Regions from separate parts of the Sus scrofa genome. Here region 2 is linked to region 1. Evidence: chromatin contacts called from public Hi-C data. All regions are on one chromosome and are shown on one strand. Each heading gives the region's core, a stretch centred on a gene start, on an enhancer-like site or on the middle of the called end of the contact. The rest is flanking DNA. Distances are from core to core; before and after follow the strand shown. Region 1 overlaps SLX4IP (protein SLX4IP). Region 2 overlaps LOC110257380 (a long non-coding RNA gene).

Region 1 (7,775 bases), core at 1,920-4,419:
GAATTTAAACTGAAGACTGAAGGGAGCGCTCAGGCTCTTCTGGTTTTGTGGAAAATTACTAACAGTGCTGAAATTTAGAAAATTCAGCTTAAACATGTGTGCTGGAGTCACAGGGTACCATTTGCTTTTTTAAACCAGCCTTCAGCCTAAATATTACTTAATTTAAAACTGTCCACGATGTTGAAGACGGCTTCAATGTTCCTTCTACTCCTTCCCCTTTAATAGCTCTAAAATTTTCCAGAAAAAGTTTTTTAAGTCTCTACACACACACCCCCAAGATCCCTGCAGAGAGAGGCTGATGCATGTAAATTTTACCAAAGATACCCTTCTCTGGATAATTTTAACTTTTCCTAAAAATAAACATCCCACTCACCAACCTAGTGAGGGGGCAGTGGCTCAAGAATGCACTGTCATTGCAGATGGAGGATCAGTCATTGTGGGAAGTGAAACAGACTCAAGCAGCATCGGAACTGATGCAGCGACATCTGATTCCATCAAGCCATCTTTGAAACAGTAAGCATTTCATCAGCTGCTGGGAGACTGCACAGAGGCTAGCAGCACCACTTGATGACAATCAGAAATCCTGAAGCCACAGTGCAGCTTCTGTAGTTTTGCCCTGGGGTGGGGTAATGCAACAGAATGCTGAGTCAGAAGCAAATTTGCAGACTCATGGCTGCCTAGGGGCTTGTGGAAAGGCACTCAGTGTTTCAGAACTCAAGATGTAATGCCAGATTCAGACAGCTGAAGATCCTGACTTGGAATGTCAACTACAGAGAAGATACTCAGGTTCCTCAGAAAACTAATATAGAACTACCATGCAGTCCCACTCCTGGGCATATATCTAGACAAAATTACAAGTCAAAAAGATACATGCACCCCTATGTTCACAGCAGCACTATTCACAATAGCCAAGACGTGGAAACAACCTAAATGTCTATCAATGGATGAATGGATTAAGAAGATGTGGTGTGTATATACACAATGGAACACTACTCAGTCATAAAAAAGAATGAAATAATGCCATTTGTGGCAACATGGATGCAACTAGAGATTCTCACATTAAGTGAAGACAGAAAGAGAAAGACAAATACCACATGATATCACTTACATGCAAAATCTAAAATATGGCACAAATGAACCTATCTAAGGAACAGAAACAGATTCACAGACATGGAGAACAGACTTGTGGTTGCCAAGGAGGAGGGAGAGAGAGTGGGATAGACTGGGAGAGTTTAGGGTAGTAGATGCAAACTATTACATTTAGAATGGATATGCAGGAGTTCCCGTCGTGGCGCAGTGGTTAACGAATCCGACTAGGAACCATGAGGTTGCGGGTTCGGTCCCTGCCCTTGCTCAGTGGGTTAACGATCTGGCGTTGCCGTGAGCTGTGGTGTAGGTTGCAGATGCGGCTCGGATCCCAAGTTGCTGTGGCTCTGGCATAGGCTGGTGGCTACAGCTCCAATTCAACCCCTAGCCTGGGAACCTCCATATGCCTCGGGAACGGCCCAAGAAATAGCAACAACAACAACAACAACAACAATAAATTAAAAAAAAAAAAAAGAATGGATATGCAATGAAGTCCTACTGTATAGCACAGGGAACTATATCCAAGCTCCTGGGATAGACCATGATGGAAGATAATATAAGAAAGTGAATGTATATATATGTATGACTGTGTCACTTGGCTGTATAGCAGATTGGCACAACACTGTAAATCAACTATACTTTAATAAAAATTAAATACTATCAAAAAAAATAAAAAGAAATTTTATTAGAATGACATCCTCATGGATATTTTTCTGGATTGTGGCAATATTTTGGTTTGTCAGGACATATACACACCAAACGTGTGAACCACCTTCAAATGCCTCCACACACACACACACCAACAATAATGCAAGCTGCACACTGTAAGTAATCAAGATATTTCATCTCCGGTAACCAAGAGAATCTTCTCAAGGGTCAGATTATTCCAGCTGCATCTTGGATGCCCCAGAGGCCTCTGTACACTTGAAGTACTCATTATGTTCTGTAAGAAGCCTGTCTATGGAACTGCCAAGGAGAAACTTTAATAAAGTTTCTCGACCTTAAAATACGACTCTATAACTCCTAGGGTAGTCTGTGCCTTTGATCCTGACAACTGCCATGCCCAAGGGTGGGCAGGGGCAGAGACAGCCATGTACACATAAGTGTCTCTGCCTCTGCACCACAGTCATCAGGGCAAAGGTGAATGCCTCCCCAGATACATCTTCGGAAGTGTGCTTATTGGAGAAGAATGCACTTATAAATGCACTTGTGAAAGATGTCACTTGGCAGGTGAGGAACCGCTGTGATCTACAACACTTGGGGGAGAGCAGTGAGAGAGCCAGCAGAGGGAGGTAACAAAGAAAATGCAGAGAGAAGGGTCCACTTCTCAAAGAGAGGCCCATGGAGCTGCCACGGGAGGCCCAATGCTGTCCCCAGACCTTCCCGAAGCTCAAGCACAAAGCCGGATGCCGGTTCTCTGGGGCACTCCGCTCCCCTATCATAAAGCATCCTTTTCAGTTCCAGTACTTGACACAGGCACATTGTTTCTTGCTCCAAAGAGCCCTGATTAGCAGCAGCCCGATACAGTCCTTACTCTCTAAATAAGGCACTAGGTTCTCTTGAGTAATCTTCCAGATCCTCACCCCATAAGGATTCTCAGTTGTCTATGAAGGAGCAGGACGACCTCAGTGCTTTTCCATGTGCCTTGTGTTGTCTCCCTCCAGACCCCAGTTCAATTCTGTGCGGGACCTAATACATCAAACTCGGGGCAGGCATCTGGCACAGGCCCCCAGGGAAGGCAGCGCTCCCAGGGGACACTGTTGGAAACCGGAGCACCATGCTCTCGGGGGCCCCTGGCTCGGCCTAGGTACCCCACTCCCCAAAAAGGAGCAGCTTTACATGAGCCGCTCCACATGCTGGCCCAAAGAAGGAGGGACAAGAGGATGAGGACAAACGATCAAGTCACGACAAGGAAGCACACACACGCAAGACAGGCCACCAAGCAATGGCCACAGCCTGAACCCAAGGCTCCCTCCGTGAAGGCACATGCTTCCCGTCCTGGATGGAGGCCCCGGGAGGGAGGCGGAGGTAAGTTATGGTTGACAGCTCAGCGGTCAGACAGTGACACCCCAGAGAACACCCATGCCTCTGAATCAGCAGGCCGCAAAGACAAATAAACTGCTTTTCACTTTGCGATCTGGCTTATACATAGTGGTTAAGGGGGAAAGAAAGAGGAAGTGACCGAGGCAGTGGGCTGAGGTGTAGAGGCTCCAGTCCCCACCACCCAGGCCTGCTTGGCCCAGGACCCGGAGACCCTGTGGGCCTTCCTTTTCGGGTTAACCATGATCCTTATTTGACTACAAATGGGAAAAAAAAGGGGAGAGAGAGACAGACAGACAGACAGACTGACAGACAGACAGACTGACAGACAGACAGAAGGGAGGAGGAGAAAGCAAGGGAAGAAAGAAAAGGAAAAAGAAAAAAACTCCATATAGAGATGTTTAAGGATACATATCTAAAACGAAGAAAGAAAGGGGCATCTAGAGAGAGAACAGCTTTTAAAAGCAAACTCCAGAGTTATTGCCTGGGACTTATTCAGTGACATTAATAACATTAAGGCTCTGACCATATTTGCATAACTATATTATATGACCTTTCAACATCACTTGAGACAGAAGAATGTCTTCTTCAGAATCATGAGCTTCTGTAAGAAGCACCTTCGGACATTGCTTACATAAGTCTTCATTTACTTGACAAGGTACAATGTTGTTAAGGGCAACAGATCATTCGCAAAAATTCTTTAAAAGAATGAATAGGAATTCTGGTAGCTTTAAAAAATTGCAAAATAAGCTGCTTCATGAAACACCCTGGAAGAAAAAAGTTAATCACAATAATTAATATCTGTTGTCATGATGATTATTACTGACATAATGTCTAATGTTTATTAAAATGGTTACCTTTGCTAAGCGCCTAATATGCACCATTTCGTTTAACTCTCATAATAACACTATGGTAAAAATAGTACAATTAGGAGTTCCCACTGTGGCGCAATGGGTTAAGGACCTGGTGTTGTCTCTGTAGCAGCATGGGTCACTGCTAAGGCACAGGTTTGATCTCTGCCCTGACACAGTGAGTTAAGGATCCCACATTGCTGCAGCCATGGCATAGGTCACAGCTGTGACTCAGATTCAATCCCTGGCCCGGAAACTTCCATATGCCAAAAGTGCAGAAAAAAATAAAAATGAAAAAAAATAATAAATTAAAAAAACATAGTGCAATTAGTGCAGGAGATGCTAATGCTGCTGGTCCAGGGAACACAGTTGGAGAAGCAGTGCCTTAGAGAATAATGGAGTCTGTCTTTTCTCTTCCTCCCCTTTGTCTCTGAGCTTCATTCCGGGCCCGGTTAGGATGGCAGCAGAAGCACATGTTCCAGCCTTACACACTAGCGCTGATGCAGAGGCCAGGATCCACGGCCGGCTCAAACTGCCAGACTGAATGCTGGCCACCCCACATGGCTTTTTCTTTCTTCCAGACAAAAGATACCAAAATGCCAAATAAGTAAACTGTTCACAGATCAAAATGGATTTTCAAAATACTTATTTTTAAGCATGCTTTCTAAATAACAACAATGTTCTAGGAATAATTTATAATTATAGAAATTTATAATTTTTTCTGGTTTCAGAAAAATATCTGTGCACTGGCAAAACATGATTAAATACTTAATCATCTTTATATCAGAATTAAGCAAGATGAAGTACAATTAATGTCTTCAACTACTATTGACTTTGAAAAGGCCCATATCAGGTAACAAAGTGAAAGAAGAAAAATGCTAATGACACTTTCTAAGTGATGACTCTATGGACAATTATCCCAGAAGGGAGTTTTTATTAGCACGATTTAATTAACCCATGTTAACAGGTAGGTACAAAAAGCTCAGAAAGACTTAAAAAAAAAAGCTCATCACCTCCCAAAGTGCAGGTCAATGTTAAGCCCTTGATTCAAACCCAGGCCTTTCTGCCTCCAAAGCCCAAATTCTTTGCACTATACCACACATCAAAACTCCCTCTAATAAAAATTTATGGAATTATAAAAACATAGTGCTAGACAGGTCCTGAGAGACTTGCTAATTCAACACCTCATTTGATAGAAAACATTTAAGAGATAAGAATAGACACGGTGGGGTTCCCTTGGTGGCTCAGCCGTAATGAACCCGACTAGTATCCATGAGGATGCAGGTTCAATCCCTGGCCTCGCTCAGTGGGTTAAGGATCTAGCGTTGCCGTGAGCTGTGGTGTAGGTCACAGACACAGCTCAGATCTGGTGTGTAGGCCAGGTGCTACAGCTCCAATTCAACCCCTAGCCTGGGAACTTCCATATGCTGTGGGCATGGCCCTAAAAAGAAAACAGCAAAAAAACAAGAATAGATGTGGTAACACGCCCTCACAGATGGTCCCCACAATCGCTCCCTTCCTTCGTACAAGCACACTGCTCTTCCCTCCTGACCTTGTGATGTGCTGACCAACAGAATATAGTGGAAGAAAGAGTCTTCCAATCCAGATGAAACCCTTAGGAAGCCTAGCAGCTTCCACCGTCATGTTCTCCAAGAAACTGATGCCAAGCTGTTAAGGGAGCTCAAGCTAGACTAGTGAAGGACAAGATGCCTTGTGAAGAGAGAGAGGCATCGTGGAGGAGGACCCAAAATGGCGCAAAGCCTTCTGGAGCTTTCCAGCCCAGTCCGTATCTGAAGGCACCCAAGTGAGTGACCCAGTCAATGTCATGTAAAGCAGAAAAACAGCCCAGTTAGATTTCTGACCCAAGGAATTATGACAGGTTGGGGGCTGGCTGGTGACATAGCTACAGATAACTGAAGTTAACTGACCTGTCCATAATCAAGAATCAGTAGTAAGGGCTGAAACATAAGCCCCCTGACTTCTAGCTCAGCCACCTGGCACTACAGCCCACCTTGTAAACTGACACACAAAGAGAGCACCCCAAGGACTAGTGACCTATGGCTTTACCACGACATCCCATAAAGAAACAGATTCGAACAAAACTACTGTACTTATTTGCTCACAATTCAGCTCTGCAGGAAAGTCTCTGTGTTTCCCTCACCTATTGCTGTTTAAATTCTTTTTCTTCTTTTTAGGGCCTCACCTGTGGCCTATGGATGTTCCCAGGCCAGGGGTCAAACTGGACCCACAGCAGAGGCCTATGCCCCAGCCACAGTGGATCTGAACTGTATCTGTGACCTATGCAGCAAAGCTGGATCCTTAATCCACTGAGCAAGGCCAGGGATGGAACCCACATCCTCATGGACACTAAATGTCAGGTTCTTAACCTGCTCAGCCACAATGGGAACGCCTGCTGCTTAAATCCTGACGCATTAATTTCTCATGACAAAGCTCCAAGGATAGGGACAGGCAATTATCACCCTTGTCTGTGTCTCTGGGGCCCACCCCAGGGTCTTGACTGTCAGGGATAAATGAAGATTTACTAACTGACATGTGAAAAGAATTAGACTAGTCTTCACTCCAAAGAATTACGAGACTAAGAACAAATAAGACACCCAGGTCAAGTCCCTCTAATACTATACAGAATGTCACTGTGAAATAATTACCGAGGGCCCATGACATGCATAAAGTGTTCTTTTCCCAAACACTCTGACAGCACTGTCTTTTATTATTACTCCGATACCCACAAGAAACTCCCTCAAACAGGGGAATAACAGCACTATCCCACAGTTGAAGAAATGGGCGCTCAGGAAGGTAACACAAGCACAAGTGAAGCCCAGTCACAGGTGAAGCCACAATGGGAAAGCAGGAAGCTTTATTAAAAGCCTGATGCTCATTTGACCTTCTAGAACCCTTTCCTCAAAAACCTGAGGATCTATGATGAAAGAACCTAGAGTAACAGGAATAGAACATACAGAACCACAGAAACTTAGGATGAGACATGATGATCTCAGTATGATCCAGAATATATGGTGAATTTTTTCAGGTCATGAGAACTGGGGCACTAGACCTGTCACACGCCTTGCCAGCATCAATATGACACTACGTCTCTGTGAAACAAACAGCATGACATTCTTTCTCACCTCAGATCACCCTTGCAAAATATAGAGGGAACACTTCCAAACTCCTACAAAGCCAGCATTACCTTGATAACAAAACTGCTGGGCAGGGTCACTAAAAAACTCATTTGTGGAGTTCCCACTGTCGAACAGTGGGTTAAGGATTCAGCATAGTCGCAGCTGTGGCATAGGCTGCAGAGGCAGCTCGGATTCAATCCCTGGCCTGGGAATTTCCATATGCTGGGGGTGCAGCCAAAAAACCCCCCTGCAAAAAAAAGTCTTATTCATTACTTGATGTCTGTAATGGTCCTAAAATCAGAATGATATTGTCACATGCTACTCACATGTGACACAAAGTGACACGTGCAATGGCCTGGTTTCCTATATTACGTAATCACGGGTACTCCAAGAGGCTCTTCTCAGAGAAGCATGGAAAAGGATAAGACTAAGTGCACACTGTGCATCTTTACATCATGTCACTAACGGCTGGATGGTTGTACATATGCAATGACTCTTCCGGGAAATGTCATTTCCATGCCCCCCACTCCAGAGTTCTGAGACACAAGGACACTCTGTCAGTCCCACCCCATCTCCCACTTCCTCTGTCCTGCATCCCCAAAACTCACAGCAACATTAACAACAAGAAAAGGCGAGCAGGAAGAGCAGTTAAACGGAATGA
Region 2 (7,775 bases), core at 1,810-4,309, 1.1 Mb before region 1:
TGCAGAGCAGCCCAAAAAGAAAAAAAGAAGGCATTCTGGTATCCCATGGGTCTATAGCATAACAACACTCTGAGTATTAAAAAAGATAAAAATACGGAGTTCCCATCGTGGCTCAGTGGTTAACAAATCCTATGAGAAACCATGAGGTTATGGGTTCAATCCCTGGCCTCTCTCAGTGGGTTAAGGATCCGGCATTGCTGGGAGCTGTGGTATAGGTCACAGACGTGGCCTGGATCCCGCGTTGCTGTGACTCTGGCTTAGGCCGGTGGCTATAGCTCTGATTCAACCCCTAGCCTGGGAACCTCCATATGGCATGAGTGCATCCCTAGAAAAGACAAAAAAAAAAAAAAAAAAAAAGATAAGAATACTTAAAAAGACTAGTAAGAGTTTACCTGTATTTTAGAGGTGGCTCAGTAAGTTTGTTACTAAAATAAGACTCTTATTTAGGGAGAAACTTGCATCTATTTGTGATGCAGAAATAGAAATAATAGGCAGACCCTTCTTCCCTTATGGTAGAGGTTTCCCTTCCTATAAGATAGCAGCGTGTCTGGCTTGGGACCCTTGGAGAGTTATTGCTTTTGCTTGAAATTCTGGCTTCTGAAATGCTCCTTGAAGGTAAAAGTGGAGCCTGCTTGAGTGCCTGCTTCCCTGAATGTTTTGAATCATCAAGAGCAGCACTAGACTTTTCAAGCCAAAAGTCCCAGAGTTTGGAGAAGGGAGGCTTCCAAAAGCTGTGGCTTTCCCCATAGTTCTGCCCCCAACGCTTTTCATGTATCCCTCATCACCACCCACTCAATCCTGCTCACAAACTAAAATGCAGATAAGCCCCGGTTCACATAGCCTGAACCTCGAGAGAAACAGGGCAGCCTAATGAGACTCAGAACCTTGGTCCCGAAAAGTGCCAGGCTTCCAGGGAGATGGTTCCCTTTCCCTCATCCTCCTGCTCTGCACAGAGAAGCCACGTCCAGGCCTTTGCTCCTGGCAGAAGCCTGGTGTGGATGGCTGGGTGTTTTTCTTTCCACATTCAAATGAACATTTATTGAAGGCTAGATAACTCTCCCTTTCATTTTTTTAATTCTTTTTTTTTTTTTTTGGTCTTTTTAGGGCCGTACTTGCAGCATATGGAGGTTCCCAGGCTAGAGTTCGAATTGGAACTGTAGCTGCTGGCCTACACCACAGCCGCAGCAACACCAGTTCTGAGCTGCCTCTGCAACCTATACTGGAACTCACGGCAACGCTGGATCCTTAACCCACTGAGTGAGGCCAGGGATCGAACCTGGGTTCTCATGGGTACTAGTCAGATTCATTTCTGCTGAGCCACGATGGGAACTGTTAATTTCTTTCTTTTAATTGAAGTGTAGTTGGTTTATAATATGGTGTTCCAGGTGTACAGCACAGTGATTCAGTTATACATCACATAGGAAATATTGTTTTTTCAGATTTTTTTATCAATTATTAAATATCGAGCATAGTTTCCTGTGCTATATAGGTGGTCCTTCTTGGTGGTCTGTTTTACATAGAGTAGTGTGTATGTTAATCGCAAACTCATAACCCTTTCCCCTCCCTGTGCGCCTTCCCCTTTGGTAACCTTAAGTTTGTTTTCTGTCTGTTGGTCTCTTTCTGTTTTGCAAATAAGTGTATTTAAATATTATATATATAATATTTAAATTATAAATATTAATCTAAGCAATTATGTAAGCAATATCACATGAGATTTGTCTCTGGCTTACTTTACTTACTATGATAATTTCTAGGTCCATTCATGTTGCTGCATATGACATTATTTCATTCTTCCTTATGGCTGAGTAATAGTCTATTCTGTGTGTGTATGTATATATATATCACATTTTCTTTATCCATTCCTCTGCCAGTGGACATTTAGGTTGCTTCCATGTTTTGGCTACTGTAAATAGTGCTGCAATGAACACTGGGTGCATGTATCTTTTCAAATTATAGTTCTCTCCAGATAAATGGAAAACATAGAACATTCTTTGACATAAATCACAGAAATGTCTTTTTGGTTCCACTTCCTAGAGTCATGAAAATAAAAACGAAGATAAACAAATGAGACTTAGTTAAATTTAAAAGCTTTTGCACAGCAAAGGGAATCGTAAACAGAACAAAAAGCCTACAAAATGGGAGAAAGTATTTACGAACTGAACAAGGGATTAATTTCCAAAATATACAAATAGCTCGTTGAACTCAATAACATCAGCAACAGAAAAACCAATCAAAAATTAGGCAGAAGATCTAAATAGTCATTTCTCCAAAGAAGACATATAGATGGCCATTAGGCACATGAAAAGACACTCAACATAATTGTATTAGAGAAATGCAACCCTAAACTACAGTGAGGTACCTCCTCACACTTGTCAGAACCGCCGTCCCCAAAAAGGTGACAAATAACAAATGCTGGAGAAAAGGGGATCCTCTTACAAGGGTTGGTGGGAATTAAAGTGGTACAGCCACTGTGGAGACTAGTATGGGGTTTCCTTAAAAACTAAATATAGAACTATCCTGTGATCCCACTCCTGGCTGGTTGGTATGAGAGTGTGTTTTGAGTCAGCGGTTAAGAAGGAGGAAATGGTTTTAACGAGGGCAGCTGAGCTCTGCACTGTGGGTACAAGAAAACCTCTTTTGGACCTTGGATGCCCTCACTGCCTCCAGCGGTTGGTGCACAGTCAGGGACTGACCATATTCCCCCAACTGGAGATCCACTAGCTTTTAGCAAATGCCCCAGAGTCCCCCCTCTTTTTCTAAAATCTGTGTATCCTTTTCCTGCTTGTATTAACCATTGGTGGAAGGGAAGGGACAGGGCACAGCAAGCGCATTCGGAGGACGTTCTGTACAAACCCAAGAAAAGAGACCTATTGTCAACTCTGCGGCACAGGCCCTTCTTCCTGCCCCAAGCCTGTGGCTCTTTGTCCAGTTTCTTGTGCTTTTGTAGGGTGGGGTGGAGGGGTCTATAGGACTCTGTCTTTTTGCCTAGAGAGCAAGCAGGGAGGAGGAGGAACAGGGGGAGGGAGAGGAGAGGAGGGGAGAGCACAGTTGTGGCTTTTGGAGAATGCGGTTAGGTTCCAGGCATCTTGGGTGGGGGTTTGTGAGGGTAGTTGCTGTACTTCCTACATGTTCCAGTCTGACTTCACAGTTTAAGCAAATACGCATTCAGTGACCACAGCACAGTCATAAAATAGACTGTATATCATACCTAAGTGTCATCACCATCGTTTAGAGGAATGAAAGTCAGCATTAACATGTGGTGAAATATAATAAAGCAGGTGCTTAATCTTTGACCCCCAGATCTTGTGCAATTTCAGGTTTTTTTTTTCCCCCTCTCATCTCATTATTATTATTATTATTTTGTCTTTTTAGGGCTGTCCCCATGGAGGCTACCAGGCTAGGGGTTGAATCTGAGATCAAGCTGCTGGCCTATGCCACAGCAACACTAATGCAGGATCTGAGCTGGGTCTACGACCTACACCACAGATCATGGTAATGCTGGATCTTTAACCCACTGAGCAAGGCCAGGGATCAAACCTGAGTCCTCATGGACCCTAGTCAGGTTCTTTAACCACTGAGCCATGACGGGAACTCCCTCTCCTTATTATAATGGGTATTTTATTTTATAGGATCACAAGGGATGACATAAAAGTGTAATAATTGCTGAAACTTATGAAGTATTTACTAGAGGGCAGGGACAATTCCAGGGCATACAACAAAAACAAATTGTTGATATTGTGGATTTGACTCTCTTGCAATCAGGTACAGAGCCAAAAATTACAATCTTTAGAAACAATCGTAAATTGGGATCACATGAGTTTGTGTATAAAGCACTGTTATGCATTATTGAAATCTTTTTTTGTCTTACATGCATACATAAATCTTAAAGGTATGCATTTATAACATTTAAAAGCATGTTTTAGATATTTAAGCTGCACAGAAGCACCTTTAATTTCATATGGCTTTCTAGGTATGTGTGTATTATTTTTCAGTTAGTTTTGGTGACTTCTTAAGTCTGTTTTCTGATCTCTCCCTTGCCCCACCCCTTTCTCTTTCCCAATCTCTCTCTCTTTCCTTAAAACAAGACAGCTAAGTTGTCCTTGAACCAGTTTCAGTCTCAAAAGATTTAGTAAACAGAAACACTTTGTAACATTTTCGATGGGAGTTCTTAGCAGATGTGTTCATCCTCTCCAGGCTTTCCCAACTGTTTAATCTTTTCCTCCAGAGTAATTCATTGTAATATGATGGGCAGAACCCCAGGCGGGATAATTCCTCCAAAATGGGCCAGCGCCAGAGCGAAAGCACCATCATTCTTCAGGATGAAAGCCGTCACCCCTGCAGGGCCGCCCCAGCCATCGTAGCTGTGGGCTCCTGAGGGAAGAGAGAAAGGACAAGAGGGATGGCTGTTTGGGTCAGGTCAGAAGTTTGTAATTGGGGGAGTTCCCATCCGTAGCTTAGCAGTAACGGATCTGACTAGTATCCGTGAGGACTTGGGTTCGATCCTTGGTTTCATTCAGTGGGTTAAGTATCCGGCGTTGCCGTGAGTGTGATGTAGGTCACAGATGCGGCTCAGATCCCGCATTGCTGTGACTGTGGCATAAGGCTGGCAGCTGCAACTCTGATTCGACCCCTAGCCTGGAAACCTCCATATGCATCAGGTATGGCCGTAAAAAGACAGGAAGTTTGCAATTGGGCTGAGGTGTTTTTTTTGTTTTTTTGGGTTTTTTTTGTCTCTTGTATTTTTAGGGCCACACCATGGCATATGGAGGTAGGGGTCGAACTGGAGCTACAGCTGCCAGGCTTATTCCACAGTCACAGCAACGTGGGATCCAAGCCATGTCTATGACCTGTATGTACCACAGCCCATGGCAACACCGGATCCTTAACCCACTGAGCAAGGCCAGGAATTGAACCTGCATCCTCATGTATATACTAGTCGGGTTCTTAAACCACTGAGCCACGATAGGAACTCTGGGCTTAGTTTCTTTAGAGCCACCGAAATAAGCATTAACCACGACTTTTAGGGAACAGAGTATGGAGTGAGGCTGAAGGCATGGAGATAATTGTTATAGAAGCAGGATGTCTGGTCAGGCAGAAATTTGTTCTGTTTTTAGTTATTTCACGTTGCCAGTTACTGTTCTTTCTAGAGTGAGTAACCAAGTCAACATAGAGAACACAACTCTTCTAGGAATAAGCCCCAAATTTGTTGTTTTTAAGTTATGCTGCTGTTAGGGGGCAAATGGCTATTCATTTGTTTCTCTGGACAGTCGTGTAAAGGGAGGTTTTTGTTTGTTTGTTTTGGGGTGGGGGAAGTCCAGGTGAGCAAAGGCAGATGAAGTCCTGCCACCCCTCTCTGATAGCCTTTGTCACAGGAGATGGAAATACTTTCTATCTCTAGTCTCCATGGCCTGCACCCCAACTCCCCCAGGTGTCACTAAGAGCTGTGACATCACATGCCTTGGAGTTCCCATTGTGGAAAAATGGAAATGAATTCAACTGGTAACCATGAGGTCACGGGTTCAACCCATGGCCTTGCTCAGTGGGTTAAGGATCTGGCGTTGCCATGAGCCGCGGTGTAGGTTGCAGAAGTGGCTTGGATCCCATGTTGTTGTGGCTGTAGTATAGACTGGCAGCTGTAGCTCTCATTTGATCCCTAGCCTGGGAACTTCCATAGCCACAGGTGCGACCCTAAAAAAACCAAAACTCAGGCCTTACACAGTCAAGCCTGTTGTTGGCTATTGAAGATACTGCAGGGTCCTTGATCAGCCAGTACTTCCGATGTCATGCAGAGCCAGTGGATTGGCCGGGAGTGGGATCAGCTCAGCTCAGGAACACAGTTCTCTGTTCTGTTCTACCACATCTAACTGTAGTCGTTTTTCATTACTCTCTAATGGATAACCCCAAATGCCGTGTCTTAAAACCACATGAACAATAGTAGTATGTCAGTTCCGTGGGTCAGGAGTCTAGACATGAGTTAACTGAGTCGAGTCCTCTGCTCAGGTTCTCACTGGGCTGAGATCAGGGCGTCAGGGCTGGAGTCTCACCTAAAGCTCTTTTAATTCTGGGCCAAGACTACATTGAGTCCTTACAGTAGTAGAATGAGTCCCTCAGGTCCTAGAAGACTCATGTTTTCCCTGCCAGGGGACCTTCTGAACAGCGTGGCCATTTGCATCTTCAGAGCCAGTGGCAGGGTGTCTCTGATGACCTTCTCCTTTTCTGACCTGCCCAACCTCTTTTAAGGCACTTACCTGATTAGATCAGGCCCAGAATAATCTCCCTTATGATTAACTTAGAGTCATATAATTAGGGACCTTAGTTATATCTACAAAATCCCTTGCTTTTGTCAGATACTGTAATTATTCACAGAATGACATCCCTTCCTGTTCACAGGTCCTGTGCACACTCTCCAGGGGGGAGGGGACTACACAGAGCATGTCCCCAGGGGGTAGGGAGCTGGGAAGAATTCTGCCTGCCACATGGATCAGAACATTCATTTTATTTCCAAATTAAGATCTTACTGTTCTAATCATGTGGTTGCTACTTTGGTTTGGTTACTCCAGTTAAGTATTATAAACATTTCATGATTTGTCCAGTAATGAAGGAGATTCAAACTAGAAACTCATCAACTGGCATAACATTACATTCATTGAGAATACGTACAGCTCTATACTTAATTGTCAGTTTTCTTAATATCACATCACATTTATTCAGCCTAACTTGCCTGTATCAGAGAAGCCTAAAGGCATAAATTAGAGTTGCAGATGACTTTAGAAATATTTAGTGGTTCCAAATTTGGGCACATAAGAGAAAAAAGTATTTCTGATCATCTTACACAAACAGAAAACTATTCATTGAAAAAATAAAAATCAGGATGGGATTAAGATGGTGGAATAGAATGACTGGAGTTCAACTTCTCTCCTAAAAACAACAAAATTTGCGACTAAATACTAAGCAATCTTCAAATGGACCAGAAACTTTCAAAAAGATATCCTACTCCAGAAGACAAAGAGGAGGCCACATCAAGAGTTAGGAGAGGCGATTACGCGATGTAAGCAACCCCATACCTCCTGGGTGGGAAAGTAACAGTGGCTGACCTACAGGAGTGATAGTTCTGAGCCCCACATCAAACTCCCATGTGTGAGAATGTGGCACTGGGAGAAAGAGCCCCTCGAGCATCTGGCATTGAAGGCCAGTGGGGCTTGTGCGCAGGAGCTTCACAGGACGGGGGAAAACGGAGACCCCATTCTTAAAAGGCGCACACAGACTTTCACGTGCTCTGTATCCCAGGGCAAAGCAAAGTCTCCATAGGAATCTGGGTCAAACCTACTGCAGTTCTTGGAGGACATCCTGGGAAAACAGGGGTGAATGTGGCTTGTTGTGGGGGAAGGACATTGGAAGCAAAGCTCTCATCGCTTCTCGCTTCTCTGCATTTTGGCTAAGTTCAAGTGGATGCAAAGCTCTCAGGAGTATTCAGCAGCATGCCTTTCTCTGGAGGTGGCCATTTGGGGAGGGATCAGGAGCTTGGGGTTAACAGATGCAAACTATTGCTCTTGGAATGTATTTACAATGAGATCCTGCTGTGTCGCATTGGGAACTATGTCTAGATACTTACATTGCAACACAACAATGGGAGGAAAAAGTAAGTATATATGTATGTGTAACTTGGTCCCCATGCTGTACAGTGGAAAAAAAAATGGATTAAAGACAAAGATATAAGACCAGACACTATAAAACTCTTAGAGGAAAACATAGACCAAACACTCTGGAACATAAAT

What was found. Hi-C and Micro-C count contacts between places; a contact is called where the count stands out from the background.
Region 2: a contact with region 1 is called in a Hi-C map of retroperitoneal adipose tissue, with 2.0 times the contacts expected there. The contact joins two enhancer-like sites. A contact is called at or near these places in 14 of 47 Hi-C or Micro-C datasets (alveolar macrophages, embryonic fibroblasts, fetal heart ventricle and 10 more) and 1 of 2 datasets of contacts at active chromatin or transcription factors (skeletal muscle).

What each region holds. Positions count from the first base shown.
Region 1 is chr17:19,405,400-19,413,174 of Sscrofa11.1, reverse strand. All of the region lies in intron 2 of SLX4IP (protein SLX4IP), which reads right to left. Among named protein-coding and RNA genes, the nearest start is that of SLX4IP, 46 kb to the right of the region's middle. Within about 2 kb of position 3,169, at least 13 of the 83 cell types and tissues checked have an H3K27ac peak or open chromatin away from gene starts, as enhancers often do. A contact at or near this core is called in retroperitoneal adipose tissue, where this site is marked.
Region 2 is chr17:20,473,950-20,481,724 of Sscrofa11.1, reverse strand. The region is part of intron 1 of LOC110257380 (a long non-coding RNA gene); the gene reads left to right. Among named protein-coding and RNA genes, the nearest start is that of TRNAC-ACA, 310 kb to the right of the region's middle. Within about 2 kb of position 3,059, at least 8 of the 83 cell types and tissues checked have an H3K27ac peak or open chromatin away from gene starts, as enhancers often do. A contact at or near this core is called in retroperitoneal adipose tissue, where this site is marked.